Regions from separate parts of the Zea mays genome. Here region 2 is linked to region 1. A link is a contact called in public Hi-C data. All regions are on one chromosome and are shown on one strand. The core of a region is the stretch at or near the end of the contact, and the rest is flanking DNA. Distances in the headings are between cores, read along the strand shown. Region 1 holds the start of LOC542328 (vacuolar proton pump homolog 1). Region 2 has its middle 41 kb from the start of LOC103626734.

Region 1 (5,104 bases), core at 1,766-4,265:
ACCTTCGGAAAAGAAAGGCCTCCAACAAGGGGTTAAAAAGTTTAGGGTTTCTAACCTTGAAGCCAATGCATTGACATAGTAACAGACTCTAAAGCTTGTTAATGAGCTTGTTAAAAGGATGTGGTAGACTAGTCATGGCAGGGCGTCGGATGTTCTAGTACAATAAATATTATAGTTTCTACCATCAATGTTTTCTCAAAATTGTTGTCTTAGAGGTTTAAAGACCTCACTTTTGACTTTTTTCCTAAACCATGATTTGTATATGTATTTGGTTTAATAAAATCATAGGTCATGATAACCTAATTTTCTAAGCAGCCCCTAAAGCTAGGTAGTATCCTAAATGCTGGTACCGACATGTGAAACAAGGTACCAGCTATGAATCAAAATTACAGCAACTGAACAACCATGACGTTGTGAAACAAAAAAAAGGGCGGTAAAGCTAAGTAGTACCGGCACCAGCTGGTACCTTGCTTTACTTGTGTTTATAACGGGGTTTTTAATTATAAACATTAAGGGCTAGTTTGTGAACACCGTTTTCCCAATAGATTTCAATTTTTGCAAGGGCTACTTTGGAAACCTCAAATCCATTTCAAGATTAGAGAGGATTAAGGTGGAAATAAACTAATTTTCTCTCCAATCCCTTTAAATCATGAAGGGGATTTAGGTTTTCCAAACTAACCTAAAGGAAAATTGGAATCCCTTGATAAAACGATGTTCCCAAACTAACCCTAACACTATATTTACATACTGATTGAAAAGACCGAACAAAACTAACTGTATAAACAGTTACTAGTGGAACAGACCGAATCTATTAATCTTAACTAGTCTATGTCTAACTTTATATGAGCTAAATAACCTAATTAGTGTTAATTCTCATCAACTGTCGCCTTTTGTGTAATTGATTTTTAAATTAGTTCATATTTGGTCCCTCTACTCTAAATATAGTGCTAGTTTTTAGTAGTAGCATGTTGGATGAAACACGTCTAGAACTAGAACTGACTCACGTGAACCACATATCAGTGCCATTTTGCAAAAAATGATGCTGACTTATACCGGTTAAATCCCACGTGCTAAATAACTTGGCCTTCCTTCTCCTTTAATAATTTCAAGGTTACATCACGAATTGACCCTTGACCTGGGCAATCATTGCATGATCTCACCAATTTTACCGTCGCTTGCTCGTGCCACCGTTGCTGCAAATAAACCTTCCCATTGCTTACAAAAACCCATGCTTCATCTCGCTGCTTGATCATGATTTCGATCAGGCGGCGGCACTGCTTTGGGGTGGCGAGCTGGCGGTAGGAGACGATCAAAAGGGGTTACGGTGCAGCGCATGGCCATGGTCGTCAGGCGTGACGTGGACGGCGGCGAGCCGGAGGGTGAGCAGTCCGACGAGCGACGGGCCAGCTCAAACGGCGGCGTGCCGGGCCGGCTCAGTCGCGTCGGATTCCGGTGATGCCGTCATTAACTCTACTCTAGGGCGCCTTCTCTGTGACTGTGAGGAGACTCTGGAGCCAGACAAAAGACGGCCATGGCTGCTTGCGTCGCCCAGGAAAAAAGGATCAGAAAGAAGTGAGCGGCCGCACGCCACCCCGTAGCCCATACAACGGCCTTCCTCCGGGCCTCGCCCTTTTCGCACGTCAGCGTCTTGCTTTCTTTAATGCCGTTTTAATGGCCACCTGTCGTGTAAGTGTAACACAAGTGTCGAATAGGAAATTCACGAGCTGTCAAAAACCACATGAGGTTTGTTTTTGACCCGCGACCGCGAGCTTGCTAACGCAAGGTTTCAGTTCTCGCCGAAACGAAACAAAATGACGGTGCCGCGCTTGCGCTGTCATTTTTTTGTTTTCGACGGCCAGGCTGAAACTGTATGGCTGAGGATGTCACTGAGCTTCTTGTTTCCTAGTGAAAATGGTAGAGAGCAGTTACTTGTTCACGTGAGAGAAGAAACTAAAGAGAAAATAAATTAGCCTTTCTGCCTTTGTGACTGTTTTGAACTTTTGATATATATATCCAGCCTTCCGCATGCTATATTTGAATCTCAATAAACGGTGCTAGGGGGGTTTTAGCAAAAGTACTTCAATGTTCAATACTGTCTTAATAGACGTCCTTCTCTAACATCAAGGAGTACATTGCGTACGGGCCCTATTTATTTCGGTTTTTGGCTGTTAGAATCGGCTTTTGGCAGCCAAATATTTTGTTTTTCAGATTGCTTACATGAGAATCGCGTCTGTAAAAATCGTCTAAATCAACGTTAATATAAAATCCTAAATTGTGCAGAGCCCTCCACCTTTCTTAACACACAACACAGGTCTCAGGATATTCAAATCCATATAAGAGCTAGATTATTCAGTAGTCCAGATTCCGACCAAAACTCTTTAGGATGCTATCACAAACAAACATGTCCATATTCTTTCGTGATTTTAACGTATCGTTTTCGTGCCCTCTAACCAAAACACTCCCAAACTTGTTTTCGCTTTTCGAAAGGAGGCTCGAAATTATGAAACTAAATTTTAGGAATAAAGACACAATTGCGACACAAAAATAACCTTTTTTTACCCAACTTCACACCACCATATGTAGGTCTTCGTGCTACCGGATTTGCCAACACCTATAAAATTTATGTCAGGTTGTCACGGCTTTACTATTATCGCGTCTAACTTCAAACACATCTGGAGATGCATTGATCTCGCGCGCGGCTTGAAAATTTAGTTATTAGGTTGGTAAAAGACTAGGTTAGGTAAGAAATTTGAAAACAAAAATCCATGGGAGATGTTTTTACGTAGAAGAATAGTGAGAATTTGAGAAACTTTATTTCCTAAGAAACAAAGAAAGTTTTGGTGAAATAATTGAAACGAAAAATTCGAGAAACTAGAAGCCCGATAATGCCCTTCTCCTCTACCAACTACCAGCGCAGTCACTCGCCTCTGCACACGTCGCTGATGCTCGTCTTCCTTCCTTCCCATCCTTTATAAGGCCCGGCCGCGGCTCTGCTCGCCTCTCCTCCCTTCCCTCCCGTACCGTATCAGTCTCCCGGATTCTCTCCGGTTCGTGGGAGGGCCAAAGCTTCGAGTTAGGAAAACCCTACCGCTGTGGGAGTAGCCTCCGGCGATGGCTGCGGCGGCGATCCTGCCGGAGCTGGCGACGCAGGTGCTCATCCCGGTCGCGGCGGCCGTGGGCATCGCGTTCGCGGTGGTGCAGTGGGTGCTGGTCTCCAAGGTGCGGGTCACCCCCGAGCGCCGCGCGGACGGCGGGGCCGTGAAGAGCGGGCCCAGCGACTACCTCATCGAGGAGGAGGAGGGACTCAACGACCACAACGTCGTCGTCAAGTGCGCCGAGATCCAGACCGCCATCTCTGAAGGTGAGAGGCTGAGCGCTGGCTCTGTGTTTGGCTGGTTGCATATACTCGCGCGCGTTTTAATTTCGCTCCACTCTTTGTTTGAAGTTGGTACGCGGGGGTGCTTCGATTATTTGGGTTGGATGCTGTTGGAAATGATCGAAACCTTACGTGCTTTGCTTATTGGCTTAGGCACGACCGCACGAGTTGGTGCTCTGGATTTGATTTTCGAGGAAAAGGATCGTGGGAAATAATTCTGTTCTTGCAACATAGTACTGTATATGTTTATATTTTGTATGTTTTGTATTTTATAAAAAATAAACGATTCTATTTAACGATGGTCTCCCAATCACCTCTGTTACGGAATCAACTTTGATTTTTATCGGATGTCTTGCTTGCTAGTTGCTATGTGACGAGACGGTTGGAGGAAACAATCATTTATTGCGGCTTATGTGTTGCCTTGCTCGGTGATGTGAGAACGTCGTGCGTACGCAAGTTTCATGTTTGGACATGAGACTTTTAATCAGTTCCTAGCTTTAATAAAGGAGGAGACAGCTTGTTTGCAAACGACAAGCAAAGGCGCTACTCTTTTCACGGTCTTTTTTTTTTCTTGTTGGTTTTTTTTCGGGCGGGATGGGGGTACCCGTACCCGAATAACTCAGAGAGTTGCTAAACCATAGATGTCTGATTTTTGCTTTATTTTCAGATGGCAAACAACATCTATCTAATCTACAACTATCAGAACTTAGACTTAAATCTTAGAACCGAATACCTTCTCTCTTATTGCTAGTTTATCTTTGCTAGTTTATCTTCACTTACGGAAATGTGAATAACTTAATATTGCATTAGTGTTCCAACCTTCCAGGCTATGGATCTACGGACGGCCTTAAACTAGCTGTTGTCTCTACTTTATGCAGCAGAGATTACACTAAGCTTTTGTAGTTAATTGAACCCTAATCCTTGGGGCACAGCTAATTCTGGTCCACCTAGATATCCTTTTAGAGGTATCTTTTGGGAATGTGTGGGCGTGGTCAAAATTGGTCGTAATAGTTTGGTCGTATGGTCAGAAGCTGCCTGTGGGGTAACAGATGAGGGGATAAGTCCCAGCGGTCTGAGAAGTACACAGGAGTGGCCAGTGGGGTTGCAGATAAAGAGATAAGTTCTCGCAGCACGTGGTCCTCGCTACTCAATCTTCACTGCAGCTGATATTAACTGTAGTCGGTCCAGACTTCATCTTGTGGGATCCACATGGTCTACATCCTGCCGCGCTTTGGTAATTTCATAATTCATTGAATTCCTTGCATGTGCACATGTGCGGGGAAGTACTGATGCAGATGAATTGTTGCACTTTGTATTGTGTTCCAGTAAGGGGGTGTTTGGTTTGTAGGGACTATTTTTTAGTCCCTACATTTTATTCTACTTTAGTTACAAAATTATCAAATATAGAAACTAAAACTCTATTTTAGTTTCTATATTTGTCAATTTATATACTAAGATGGAACAAAATGAAGGGACTAAACATTGGTCCCTAGAAACCAAACACACTCTAACATTTCAGACCTAATTGTTGATGTACTCGTGGTAGTTCTTATCTAATCTAATAATACGAAGATAACGATAAATATGTGGTAGCTATCTTTCTGAATTAACGATTGGATGATATCTCATATTCATCGTTGATGATACCTGGGAGCAATAATCGTGTAGGTCAGTCAAATGTGACCTTTTCTGTGAAGGTGATTGTGTGTTTGGTTTTACTGTTTACAC
Region 2 (5,104 bases), core at 866-3,365, 380 kb before region 1:
GAGCCTGCTGCTGCTCTCCTTTTATTGTGTCACCCCGCCGACCATTGATGCTCGAATGTCGACCCTCCGAAGAACGAGGCAGCGCATCATCTACACAGAGTGCACACTAGTCTCTATTCCAACCGCAACACTCGCACCCTCATGATGCTGCGACTGCGGGAAGATTTCAACACGTCGACTCTTACCTTCGTCTTCTACTTCAGTCTCATCATTTACGGTGCTCCCGTTGTGATTGCGGGGGATGTTAGAGTGTGTGTTTCTATTATCTATGTATGTGTAATTGGGTTGACACCACTATTGGGCTATCGGCCCATTAGAGTTAGGGATTTCTCTGAGTCTATATATATATAACCTTCCTCTATGCAATAGATATGAAGTTCCAGTTTCCAATACCAAGTAATAATTTACTAGTACATATATGTATACATGAGAAAAAAACTAGACTTGAATCTAGTGTTCTATATAGGTCAGATAGAATGTGCTTTGTAAGCCAGGTATGAATTCATGAATCTGATAACGAACGCCTTTGCATTGTAAAGCAAAATAGCCAATCAATGAGTTACTTTACCAGTGTGCATAGTTTGATACGGAACGACAAACAAGGCCGAAACAAACATAAAAAAAATCAACATAGGAGTTATATACAATGAAGTATTTAAGAGTGTTTGTTTTGAAGAATCACTTAATTCAAGATGAGACGTTGTATTATAAATCCAATTCTTAAATTTGGTGGGATGACTCCATTATTTATGTTAGTATTAAGTAATTAATTATGAGTAATAAGTTGATAATGGATCAACTCATTCTATTCTACTCCTTCAATTTTTTTTTATTTATCGCGTTTTAGTTCAAAAATATATTAACGGAGTGACAAATATTCAAGAATGAAGTATAAACAAAAAAAAGTGATAAATGAGAAGATGATAGACTAGTTTATTACTCAAACCTTATTACACGACGATCATGTATTTTAGTCGTGTTTATTCCAGCAGGCGAGCAGATGGAGCTGGCTTAAACAGCAGCCAGGCCGAACAACTCCGACGAACGCAGGAAGCTGATTAGACGGAATAATTTCGGCATCAGAACGTCCTATCTTGCTAATCCTGTAAACGCTTCACTGTACATGACTCCTGCATAGAATTTTTTCCCCGGAATTTTGGACCCTACAGTTAAAAATAATTGTTACTTCGAAGAACAGCAACAACCAAGCCGTCGTCCGTTCGTAAACAATTCTTGGAATGGTTGAATCTGGCTGAAGTTTCAGAACATAGGTAGACTCCTTCGCTATCACGCACCCTCCGCGACGGATGCTCAAATTCGACAGCACCCAAGAAACTAGCTAGGGCTCAAGAGTCAAGAGACAAGCTTAATTTAGGAGCCGTCCAGCTTCTGCATAAGCTAAGCTGCATCAGTATCCAGAGAACATAGAAAACATTTTTAGTACTAGTTTGAGAACCTCATTTTTCTAAATGAATCTTATTTTCATAAGAGAAAAAGAACTAATTTTCTTTAGAAAAATAAAACTACCTTAAAAAATAAAATTTCCAAGCCCTTAGATGTTAAAAAAACAAACAAATTAGAGGAACCGAAACCATTTAGTAGGGAATGAGAGTTATCATTTGTGGCTTAGTGGGAATTTAAAAAATGAAAAATGGATCTCTAAAGCTATCTCCAGCAGATCTTCTATCTCATTTTTTTATTTAGGGCTAGTTTGAGAACATCATTTTCTTATGTGATTTCTATTTTCATAAGGAAAAATAAACTAATTTTTTTTGGGAAAATGAAAATCCTCTGGAAAAATGTGGTTTCCAAGCTAGCTCTTAAATTTTTCTTTGTAAACAGTGTCATCTACAATTCTGTACCGCCTGTTTTCTATGAGATCGATCGAGTCGAAAAGGACCGGGACTAACGGCTGCCACCAATTGAGCCACTATGAATATCTCTCCTGGCCTCCTGTTGCAGCCATGCACACACATGAAAAGCTGTCTCATTCTGGTAGATAGAGAACAGCACCGCGCGCGGCAGTACCAGACGGTGGTCCATTCATCCCCTGAGCAGAATCATATCTACATTGCAGAGCCATAACCATAGGAACCTGTGTCCTGCAACGCCCTGAAAGAGATAAGAGGGCCAATGGCAGCATGGGAGCTGTAAAGCAGGCATCTATCTATCTGCATCAGAGCCAGATCACACCCTTCGAGCCTGAAAACGATAAGCTCCGTCCAGAGGATCACACGCACCGCACGTAGGATATGCGTGTAGATGCCCGCTTTTTTTTTTTTTTGTTCTCTCTCTTTTTCTGCCTTGCATTGCATATATATGGCTGACAGGCTGCACTTGTGCTTCTTTAGTAGTATTAGCAGCAGTAGCAGCATGTCGTAGTTGTATAGGGTACCAGGATGGGGTGCTATGCCTGAATTTATTGTGGCCTGAATGGACTTCGTGATCTGAAACTGAAATCGCTTATCCGCACTGTATGGCAACGGAGTTTTTCCAACAGATAGCAGTATCCTCCACTCCAAAACAAAACCAAGTATTTTTTTCCCAAGATTTGGAACTTATTGGCAGATGCCAAAACTCCCTGTCATATATATACTATGATGGGAAAAACTCATATATATGCTCGTTGCTCTGATCCTTGATGGTCCAGGCGAACATACCTGTGGTAGCGTTGGATGCAAGCTATCCACCCGTAGCAACGGAAGTTGCGCGTTCTAAGAAAGCTCATCTGTTCGGAACATATACCTTTCTCCTTATGTTGGAATATATTCTTCGCGCGCCACATAGACTGAGAGCACGTGTTGCTATAGATGATAATGAACTTTAAATTTTACGCTATAAGATTTAAGAATTGTTGGAAAAATTAACAATGCCTAAGATTAATTTTATAATGCAGCATAAAACGAAAAACCCAGATAATATCGACAACATTAGAACAAAACAGATCTGAACTATTTCAACAAGATTAACACATAAAAGAAGAATCGACAACGGATCTAACTATAAGACCGTCATCGCAATAAACTGAAAAAGCAAATTTACTCACAGTGATTTCCACGAGTGTTGAAGAAGAACCCGAACGGACGTGCGCGAAGCACTTCCCAGAAACCTGATTCGCCGGCACCTATGCAGGTCGTCAAAATACCAGCGGTGGTTCGGAGACACCACTCTCCTTTGATCTGCCGCACGACAGACGAAACGATGGCAGTGCAGAGAAGTGACAGCGCATAGAATTGAGAAGAAGAGGACGAGTCGGTTGTTATTCGCATGTTTCCTCCAACTGAAAGACGTCTGCCCTATATAGATGGGCCACCGCAACCCCTTGATTAGATCTGCTAAATTCCAGAAACCGCCCTCTGGAATATCTCTATGTGCAACCGTCCAGAGATCTCGCACGTAACGTGCGTGCCCATTCCTACTGGTTGACATGGCAATCTAGGTGTGATATTTGATAACCAAATAAACAAAAAGAAAAAAATTAAACTGCCGTTTAGAACTCATCACAACGCGATCGCGCATTTTCATAAGTCACAAGTCACGCGATAAATAACGCGAAAAAACGTGAAACGCGAACGAGCGTGCACGCGTGACAGCCTCCATAGCCCTTTATTTGTGTCATGTTAAGAGTAGATAACACTCCACCATATAAGCTAGTTCTCTCCTACCTAGATGGACGATATGAGACTAAAGTCCCATGCCATCTATATATACATACCACCTTGGCTTCCTTATTGAATTAAGCCGTACACTAGTGAGCCTAATTCCAACAAGGATCAGATCAGATTAGAATCAGACCATATTTCTATTTATTTTAGAACTAAAATTTATTTAGGGCTCTATTATTTTGTGAAGAGCCATTTAGATCGTGATCCATTACCACCCTATCTGTTGTCCACTCAGGTGTCTATGGTGGAGATAGGTATATGGAGGAGGAAAACAGATGAAAATGTGGCCAGTTCAGAGGTGCTGTTAGCTGATTCTGTCAGACTTGCTGTGCACTCAAATTTCACAGCATAGTAACAAGAATTCATGTTGTTGGTGGGTTTGTTGCTAAATCGCCTTCTGGGGTCTGTGTGTGTGGTACGAAAATGGGCTAAAACGACGTTTGTTCTTGAGTAATTGCGATGTGAAATCAACTATTTTCACTTTATAAGTGATGTACTTACGCAGGCATGACAGTAACAACAAAGTTAAATCGATTAAATGGAAGTTGTTTGCTAGCAAAGCAGATTGGTGGTTATAGCAGAAAGGTTGTTGAGTTTGAACTGTCAAACGTACGTGTAGTTTCTTCCTCCCACAAGACAATCCATTTTGTTCGTTACTTCATGCCTTGAATTGATTTATAAAAGCATGTCGCCTTTGGCCCCCTTTTGTAGAGCGAAAAAAGTCGTTACTTCATGCCTTGAATCGATTTATAAAAGCATGACTCATTTTACTTTGAGATTTGTGCTGGCAGGAGGTAGGTACGGGGATACAATCATTTGTATGTGTTGCCTATCACTGCGCTAACTACAGAAAATGATTGAGGGTAAGCTAACAAGAAAGTAAAAGAACATCTCATTAATTTGCCTAGCACTTCATCTCTAGCATGTATGCAAATATATCACCCGATTTGCTAAAATAGCTCTTAATATTACGCCTCCAATTGGAATGAAATTAAAACATATACTCGTCGGTACCCGTAACTGGGATACCCTCTCCTACTGTGTCAAGGCCAGATATCCGCGTGGTTATCTGTAACCACGTACTAAGGATCAGAGCAGCCGGACCCATGGGTCCAAACCCGTATGACGGGGCCATTGGCCTCGGAACTCGCTCCCCTCTCGAGAACAGGTCCGGTGCCGCCACATGTCCCAAAGGTGAAAATGTTCAGGAACTCCTACCATAAGTCCGAACTCCCACAGGTGGGTCCCAGACCCCACGTATGCCGTCCGAAGCCCCGTAGGTGGATCCCGGACATTACGTGTACCATCTGGACCCATGCAGGAGAGTCTCGAACCTCCCCTTTAGGACCGATGAGGCGACCAGAGGGGGTGAATGGAAGCCATTAAAAATTCTCGACTTGCAATCACGTGCCTTTTGAACCAAAGGTTCAACCCGGAAC

Evidence for each region. A called contact is a pair of places that touch in the nucleus more often than the background predicts.
Region 2: a Hi-C map of leaf shows a contact between it and region 1, with 8 times the contacts expected there. The contact joins the enhancer-like site here to the promoter of LOC542328 in region 1. A contact is called at or near these places in 13 of 25 Hi-C or Micro-C datasets (bundle sheath, ear, leaf and 3 more) and 2 of 3 datasets of contacts at active chromatin or transcription factors (leaf and seedling).

What each region holds. Positions count from the first base shown.
Region 1 is chr5:98,130,512-98,135,615 of Zm-B73-REFERENCE-NAM-5.0, reverse strand. It overlaps LOC542328 (vacuolar proton pump homolog 1), which reads left to right and starts at 3,015. Exons shown (of 8, transcript NM_001111910.2): 1 at 3,015-3,361. The coding sequence starts at 3,112.
Region 2 is chr5:98,504,887-98,509,990 of Zm-B73-REFERENCE-NAM-5.0, reverse strand. No RefSeq gene overlaps it. Among protein-coding and RNA genes, the nearest start is that of LOC103626734, 41 kb to the left of the region's middle. Within about 2 kb of position 2,115, at least 13 of the 20 cell types and tissues checked have an H3K27ac peak or open chromatin away from gene starts, as enhancers often do. A contact at or near this core is called in bundle sheath, ear, leaf and 2 more, where this site is marked.